3 separate regions of the Zea mays genome follow, and all the other regions are linked to region 3. Evidence: chromatin contacts called from public Hi-C data. All regions are on one chromosome and are shown on one strand. The core of a region is the stretch at or near the end of the contact, and the rest is flanking DNA. Distances in the headings are between cores, read along the strand shown. Region 1 holds the start of LOC107548101. Region 2 holds the start of LOC100193689 (hydroxymethylglutaryl-CoA lyase). Region 3 holds the start of LOC100273136.

Evidence for each region. Hi-C and Micro-C count contacts between places; a contact is called where the count stands out from the background.
Region 1: a contact with region 3 is called in a Hi-C map of tassel, with 3 times the contacts expected there. The contact joins the promoter of LOC107548101 here to the promoter of LOC100273136 in region 3. A contact is called at or near these places in 3 of 25 Hi-C or Micro-C datasets (ear, endosperm and tassel).
Region 2: a contact with region 3 is called in a Hi-C map of tassel, with 6 times the contacts expected there. The contact joins the promoter of LOC100193689 here to the promoter of LOC100273136 in region 3. A contact is called at or near these places in 2 of 25 Hi-C or Micro-C datasets (ear and tassel).

Annotation. Positions count from the first base shown.
Region 1 is chr8:3,798,818-3,801,517 of Zm-B73-REFERENCE-NAM-5.0, reverse strand. It overlaps LOC107548101, which reads left to right and starts at 1,404. Exons shown (of 5, transcript NM_001323009.1): 1 at 1,404-2,640. The coding sequence starts at 1,460.
Region 2 is chr8:3,736,169-3,738,868 of Zm-B73-REFERENCE-NAM-5.0, reverse strand. It overlaps LOC100193689 (hydroxymethylglutaryl-CoA lyase), which reads right to left and starts at 1,297. Exons shown (of 8, transcript NM_001138781.1): 1 at 998-1,297; 2 at 529-703; 3 at 181-360. The coding sequence starts at 1,200.
Region 3 is chr8:4,103,431-4,106,130 of Zm-B73-REFERENCE-NAM-5.0, reverse strand. LOC100273136 reads left to right here and starts at 1,373. Exons shown (of 1, transcript NM_001147583.1): 1 at 1,373-2,700. The coding sequence starts at 1,408.

The DNA.
Region 1 (2,700 bases), core at 155-2,654, 300 kb after region 3:
CCCAAACTAGCTCTAAAGAAGCTAAAAATTATGTATCACTATACAAGGCTAGATAGACATAACTAGAGCTGGACATTATTGAGCTAATATGGCTTCGCTCAGTCAACTCAACTTGTTAAAGAATCGAGCCAGTGAATCAACTCGGCTAGGCTTACAAGTTCCAGTTGGCTTGTTTAGCTCACGAGCTACAACCAAAAAAAATACATATATATGCAATAATATAATTAGTTGCTAATAAATTGTATATTAATTTAACGCTTGAAAAAGTAATAATACTGACAATTTCAGATATCACATCAATTCAATGTCAAATTAACACAGTTCATTACTTATTAGTTCGTTCAATACAAGTGTAAGCTTTATTTTGCTGACAAATGCTAGCTTGTTCGAGCTATCGAGCTGGCTTATTAATAAACCAAGCTAAAATACTAGCTCAGCTCGTGACAAAATTGAGATAAGCTGAGCGAGCAGATAAGCTAAGCGTATTTTGTCCAGACCTATATAAGAGTCAAACTAGTGGAATATTAGCCGTATATGTATATCGTTATGCTTGTTTGTTGCCGGTTTAAATGACCTTTCTTATGTTCAAATTCTGGCTCTACCCATTACGGCGCTAGTCTCCTTCCCCGCACTTAAGTCAACGAAAATGAATTATCGAGGCATATAGACATCCATGATCCATGTAACACCACTGATATTGTCTCCAGCAATCAGTATAAAACAGGGAACGTGAAATTGTAGATGATACTGTTTGCAGAATAAAGTTTATAATAGAAGATGAGATAAGGGATGCGATATGGAATCTACTGTAGATAGTCTAAGAGCAAGTGTAATAAGATGATGTAGGTAGACTACAAGATATGTCGTATCGGATTTGTAGTGATGTGAAAAAAAGAAAAATAGAGAGAGAATAGAAGTGGGCTGCTCAAGGACTCTAAGACAGATTATGAGAGGAAAAGATGAGTCAAATATTAAATATACAAGTTATGTTATTGTATAATTATACTATATGTAACATGACAACATCATAAAATCCGTTGTGAGCTATATTATTGAATTTGCTAGAAACAAAAAAAAGACATATATTGTCCGTCTGTCTTAACAAACCACTATAAACATCACTCACATAAATCTTGAACTTGCGATTTAAATATTCAACCAAAAAAACTATTTTAACAGGTAAGTTCATCAATGTTTAGTTCGGAGCGCAGAAATTTCTTCTAAATATGATACGATTCTGGTGCGATTTAGTAGTGGTATATCGCAAAATTGAACTTGTTGCCTTGTTGGACATGCCATAAACCTTTCTTCTTATCGGTAATTCTAGCAATTGCGAACAAAATACTACTCCTATGTACATCTGTCACTACGTCAATCAAAAACAAACGCGCGCTCTTCGGGCCCACCGCTCCGCCCCACCATTTGACCCCACCCGTCATTCCAGAATCTATTTCAGCCAATGATGGCCTCGGACCGAGTAGAGAGCACCGCACGGGCTCTCCGTCCGTTCCATTCGCCCGTGCGCGCCATCACCGCCGTCGCCATGGCGTCGCTCAAGACTGCCAAGAAGCACCACGCGCGCCTCAACAACCCCTTCCCGCGCGCCGTACCGACGGCCGCCATCCACGACGGCGACGGGGCCCTGCGCCTGTCGTTCGCGTCGACCTCCAAGCTCGCCCACGCGCACGACTTCCCCGTGGGGACCCGTTTCCGCCTCCGCTGGGACCCGTCCCGCGGCGGCGAGGTCTCGCTGTCCAGGGTTCCTCCGTCGTCGGGCGGCGGCGCGATGTGGGAGACCGTCCCCGGCGTGGCGTTCCTCTCCGTGGCCTCCGTGGCCACCGAGGCCGACGAGTGCCGCGGCTCCTTCGCGCTCCGCGACGGCGGCGCCCGCCTCGTCCCCGATCGCCAGCACGTCGACAAGATCAGGGCTTTCTACCGCTGCGACGCCGAGGCAGGCGGCTCCGAGCCCGACCTGCTGCGCGCCGCCGCATTCCGGCCGTCCGACGCGACGCGGTTCCCGGTGCTGGTGGTGACCGGGCTCGTGTCCGCCGCCAAGAAGGCCGGCGCGTCGCCGTCGTGCACCTGCTGCGGGTTGCGCTTGCGCGCGGCAGGTCGCCGCGCCCGGAGCGCGGCGGCGGCGGCGAGGCCCGTGCTCTCGGCGCGGTACTGGATCCTTCTCGAGGAGAAGAGCGACACGCAGGTTAGGTTCAGCGTCAAGATCGGCGACTACCAATGGACCTGCTCGCACGCTGACCCTGCCAAGTCGCCCCCGGCGACGGCGACGACCACGACCACGACCCCGAGGCTCCACCGGGCCAGCCTGCGGCTTCGTCTGTCGGCGCGCGTCCAGCGAGCCACCACGAGCAAGAGGACGAGGCTGGCCCCGGCCCCGAGCCGTGAGCGTGAGGAGGCGTCGGCGCTCCTGCCAGCGCCCGAGCGGGCGGAGGAGCGGCGGCCGGAGGAGTTCAACCGTGTGTTCCTGACGTATGCGAGCAGCCGCGACGAGCGGTTCTTCGGGTTCGGCGAGCAGTTCAGCCACGTGGAGTTCAAGCGGAAGCGGGTGCCGGTGCTGGTGCAGGAGCAGGGGATCGGCAGGGGAGACCAGCCCATCACTTTTGCCGCCAACCTCGTCAGCTACAGGTGATTCTTTTTCCCACGGCTCGTCCATACTTGGGGGGAAAAAAGTCAATTAGAGCCCTT
Region 2 (2,700 bases), core at 48-2,547, 370 kb after region 3:
TATATCTAAAAAGATATATAAACAGCCTCAGTCCTGCCTGCTCCATGAAAATTCAATTACATATTGAAGAAAAACCCAAGTTGTAAATCAGGGTCCTGAGAAAATCAATGTGTACAATAGGTGCAGATAAAACAGGTGTCTAATCTGAATGTTCTCCAGAGATTTTGTAAAGCACTATACCTGAGGTACCCATTTTGGAGATACAAAACTCGTTGCCTCCACAACAGGTAATCCAGATGTGGCCAATCTTCGTATAAGCTCAACCTTTACAGGTGTTGGCACGATGTCCTTCTCGTTCTGTAGACCATCTCGTGGCCCTACTTCCACAATTTTTACATACCCTGGCAGGTCATGTAGAACCTGGAATAGGAACTTACTTAAAATAATAATGATTGGAAGTCTAATGTAAAGCACATCGCCAAGTTGTTTGGAACAAGCATCTGAAAATAACAGTTAGATCATCTCTGTAGTCTACAAAAGAATAGCAAGTAAACCAAACCAATGAATGGGTATGATACTTCAACACACCTTGCTCCCGGCCCATATACTCCCTTGATGAGAAGATGAAAAATATCTGTAGATATGTTGGTTCCGTGAGGAACAGCCCGCACCAAAAACATGGTGGCCCAATGCAGCAGGCACTTTGCCTCCATCTAGCGTTGACTGCCTTTGATTCACCAGTCTCTTCCACTGATAATATTCCCTATTACAGACAAGAACTCAAGAAGTTGAGATTTAGCTGAAGTAAACAATGATGAGAAAAGCAACTATTCCGATCCTGAGAAATCACTGAGCATTTCCCTTTTTGCAGGGTGTGAGTTAGGAGTTGATCAATCATTGGGAACCTAACTCCTCTGAAGGGACCAATGGACTCAGGTAGTCACTAGATCAGTTGCGAACGAACAATTGAGGCCCCTGAGGCCCTGATCACGAGATCAAGCAATGGCACTACCAAAGTCTGGCCTCACGGTTCTGAATTCTGAACTCCGATGCTCACCTTGAATCGCCCGAGGAACTGCAAGGCAGCGCCGGCGGCGCGTCTGCCGCGTGGTGACTCCCCGTCTCGCCGAACCCGGCGCCTGGGAGCATCCCAGAGCCCAGCACGGGGGAGCTCGCCAGTGCCGCCGCCGCAGCACCGGCGGACAAGGAGGCGTGCGGAGAGGCCAGCCTAGAGCCGACCTTGGTGGACGCCGCCAGCATCCTGCCCGCCGGTGAGCTCGTTAGCTCGGTCTCAGACGAGAAGCTCCTTGAAGCTTCAGCGGGTGGGAATGGGAGAGACGAAGCGAGGCGCGAGTTCAGGACGGAGAGGACAGAGAGGGGGTGGGTTGCGTTGCGTCTGGGTTTTGGCCTCCGACATCCGATAGCAGCTGTGTGCCTGTGTTTGCAGCACTCGGATGGGACATGGGAGTAGATTCCGGACCGGCCCGATCATCATACTTCGTGTGTTAAGGGGCCGTTCGTTTCTCCCCTAATAGAGGCCTAGCCGATTTATTTCTCCAATTTATATAAGTTTTGATCGGCTAGAATGATTTCTAGTCCACTACTGGACATACGAACAAGGCCTAAACAGGTTTGGATAAAAAAGCCTAAATTTTTTTGGACCGTACCAGGTCAGGTTGAAGTATAAAAACAGTGGCTCACACCGGCCTAAATTAGGCCATGTCTTCGTTGTGTCGTGCCGGCCTAAGCTCAGCTATATATTTAGTCACATAAAATCAAATTATTACAACCACTTAAAGTCTATAACTTACTAAATTAAAGATATTAAACAATTATAGCATCATTTGACCATATAAAGCCCAAATATTACAACAATATAAAGTGTATAACTTATTAAATTAAAAAAATTGAACAACATTGGTGCGGGCTGTGTCGGGGCTCGACGGGCCAGAATTTGAGGTCAGACCTAGGCCCACCTTCGGCCTATGTTAGCTTGGCCCATATTATTTCATGTCGGTCCGTGTTTTGGGCTCCTGTTTTTGGGTCGTGCTCGTACTGGCTCAAAAATTCCGGTCCATATTCCCAGCACTAGTATAGATGCACAGAAAGCCCGAAAGCCCACCCCGAAGCACGTTTTTTGGTCTGATACTAGCCCGATTCGATCCGCTTTTATACATGATCGGGCTGGCACAAATAAGCGGGCTGGACCCAAACAGAAAACTAAGCCCGACGGGCTAGCCTAGCGTGTCCCGTTTACCTCTAAGCCTGTCTAGCTCACTTTTTTTACTAAATCGTGCTTACCGGTCCGCTTTTTTTGTCCTTATCGGGCCGAGCCGTTTAGGGATGGAGCGGGCCGGGTTTGGACAAGAAAACAAGGCTTGACCCGGTTTTCTAACTGTGCCTGGTGAGCCAGACCCAAACCGTGTCGGGCTTCAGCGGGTCCAGGCCGAGTCGGGCGGTCCGTTTGGCCATCTCTACGTGAGAGTGTGGGACTCATTTTGCCTTGGCCCTTGGGGCTAGAGATGGCAACTGAGACTCGATCCCTGATTCCTTACGGGGAATTCCTCCATTAGTGATGGGAATATGGAAGTTTCTTTTCCCACGAGGATGTAAATGGTGAAAAATTCTTCCTCAACGGATAAACCAAGATGGGATGGAGAAGCATTTCTCATCCCCTTTCCCTACGTGACCTGTTAAACTTACACGCAATGACGTTTTCACGTAATAGTTAATGATAAAAATAAATAATTACCTTATCAA
Region 3 (2,700 bases), core at 124-2,623:
GCTGCCCTTCTGTTCCAACAATTTCTACCTTGAATCTGTTGATAGTTTTCTTAAATATAGTAGTAATGGTTGTTGTGTGTAGTTGAATGATGTGCGAAAGCTGCGTGAAGCCGACGCTACGCTCTGAGTGAGCTCGCCAATTATATTCACGAAACGCACCGTTTCTCCATAAATGGAGCAGCTGACATTCTCGTACTGCCCAGTCATAAATGGACCGCTCTGAGTCTGAGGCATTCACACCGTTTCTCCATAAATGCACCGCTCTGAGGCATCGCTCGCACGCAGTGTTAGGCTAATCACAATGGAGATTTTATAATGTATTTTATGTATTAATTAATCTATCATATCACCTATTTAGATGATATGTCACATCATTTATGAAGAAAATAGTTTTATGGAGTTTTATAAAGATGAAACCATGTTAACTCGTTTATAAGGTTTTAAAAACTATGTTAAATTTTCATTAAGAGTGTTTTGTTTAATCTTCATATAATTGAGTAAATCCTATTGGTTATTTATATGCAGCATTTAAGAAGTACTCCCTCCAGTGCAGTAAAGATAGTTGTTTAGGACATGATTGTGCATACCAAGGAGTGATTAATTATCATAGAGTTTTCCCTGTTTGCCCCTATTAAATAGGGATATGAGTGCATTAATGTCATGAAAACAATCAGCCTTGATTGGTTGCTGCAGCACCTCCAAGGCATTCTAGACTGGAGGTCTCAAGTTCGATTCCTCTTAAGTGCATCTACGCGCTATGACTTCTTTTTGTGCACGCTCGGTCACGCGCAGGATGACTTCTTTTACTATACCGGAGGGAGTATGTCATAATGAAATTGCCTTTTATTTTTAGTATTCGGATAGGATTTCTGTTGGCTTCATCGGGAGGCTCGCGTAGTTTGTTACGTCAACTCCAAAAGGATAAGTTGCATTGGAATCGAGAAAGTTTGGTTCATAATTGCATAAAAGGAGTCAAAATAGTGGCTGCGGCGCGTCGAGGGTTGATATCGAATAACCTTTCGAGCCTTCCCCAATAGATCTCTACATATGAAATAGTGATATAAAACTCTCTATTGAGAGAGGGTGTTTCTGTTTCATTCGTCTATAAAATTGATGTAGCATTTCTGGAAATAGAGATATGAAATTCTTACTGTGATTAGCCTTAGAGTATATTAGGCATATTAACTATCTCTAGTTTAAAGACCAAGAAATATACTTACTGTATCAATGTACATGTAAGTACGTCTTATATTGTAGGAAAAGAGAAAAAATGGTTACTTCTTATGTGGTTGGTTTAAAATTAATTATAATTGCGAGATATACTACTATATATATTCTTTGTGTGGGCTCAATGTGATACATACCACCTTCTCTCTTTCCTTCACACACGCAGCTCACGTACACGCGATGAGCACACCGCGTCGCGGCGGGCAGCACCACGGCGACAAGCGCACCGTGACACGAGCAGCCTCCCGAAACAGCGACGGACACGGCGCAGGCGACTTGAGCTTCGGGTCCACGGCGGGGCCTCGGTTCGCCGTCGCCCCGCCGCGCCCTTGGGCGCCGCCGCCTGAGCACGCGGCCGTCTTCGCGCAGCCACCAGACGATCCGTCGACGTTGACCATGCTGTGGGGACCGCCCGGCGAGGTGCCCGTTGCCGGCTTCGCTGCGGCACCGGAAGGGCGACCGGATGCGTTCGCTGGCAGCGCGTCGTGCCTGCCGCTCGCGAGGCAGGTCGGCGGCCAGCAGGGGGCGCGCAACTTCGTGGTGTCGCCGCTGTCGTTCCACGCGGCGCTCGCGCTGGTGGCCGCGGGCGCGCGGGGCGAGACGCAGCGGGAGCTCCTGCGCTTCTTGGACTCCGAGTCGCTGGGCGAGCTGCACCGCGCCGCGGCGACGGCGCTGGTCGCCCGGCTCAGCGACCTCCCGCAGGCGTCCTTCGCCTGCGGAGTCTGGGTGGACCGGAGCCGCGCGCTCACGCCGGAGTTCATGGACACCGCCGCGTCGCGCTACGCGGCGGTCGCGGAGTCCGTCGACTTCTTGAAGAACTCCGAGGCGGCAAGGCAGCAAGTCAACGACTTCGTGAAAGGAGCAACGAAAGGGCTCATCGGCGACGTCCTGCCTCCCGGCTCCGTCGACTCGTCCACGGCGCTCGTCCTCGCCAACGCCATCTACTTCAAGGGGGCGTGGGCTCGGCCGTTCGATCCGTCGAGAACCATCTTCGCGCCGTTCCATCTCCCCGACGGCGGCACCGTGCGCGTGCCGTTCATGACTACGAGCGGTTTCGAGGACCAGCGGCAGCGGGTTGCCGTGTTCCCCGGATTCAAGGCGCTCAAGCTGCCCTACAAGAACGACGACGGCGCGCAGCAGGACGCGTTCTACATGCTTCTACTCCTCCCCGACGGTGAGACCCTAACCCTCAATGATCTCTATGATAAGGTCGTGTCGTCGCCGGGATTCATCAGGAAGCACACGCCGGTGGACGAGGTCCGGGTCGGGGGGTTCATGGTGCCGAAGTTCAAGTTCACGTTCGAGTTTGAGGCGTCTCACGATATCCAGAAGCTGGGAGTCAACCGAGCCTTTCAAAGAGGTGACTTCTCCGGCATGGTCTCCGGTGGAAACGGGCTCATCATCTCAGGAGTGTACCACAAGGCCACCGTAGAGGTGGACGAGGCCGGCACCGTTGCCGCCGCGGCCACGGCC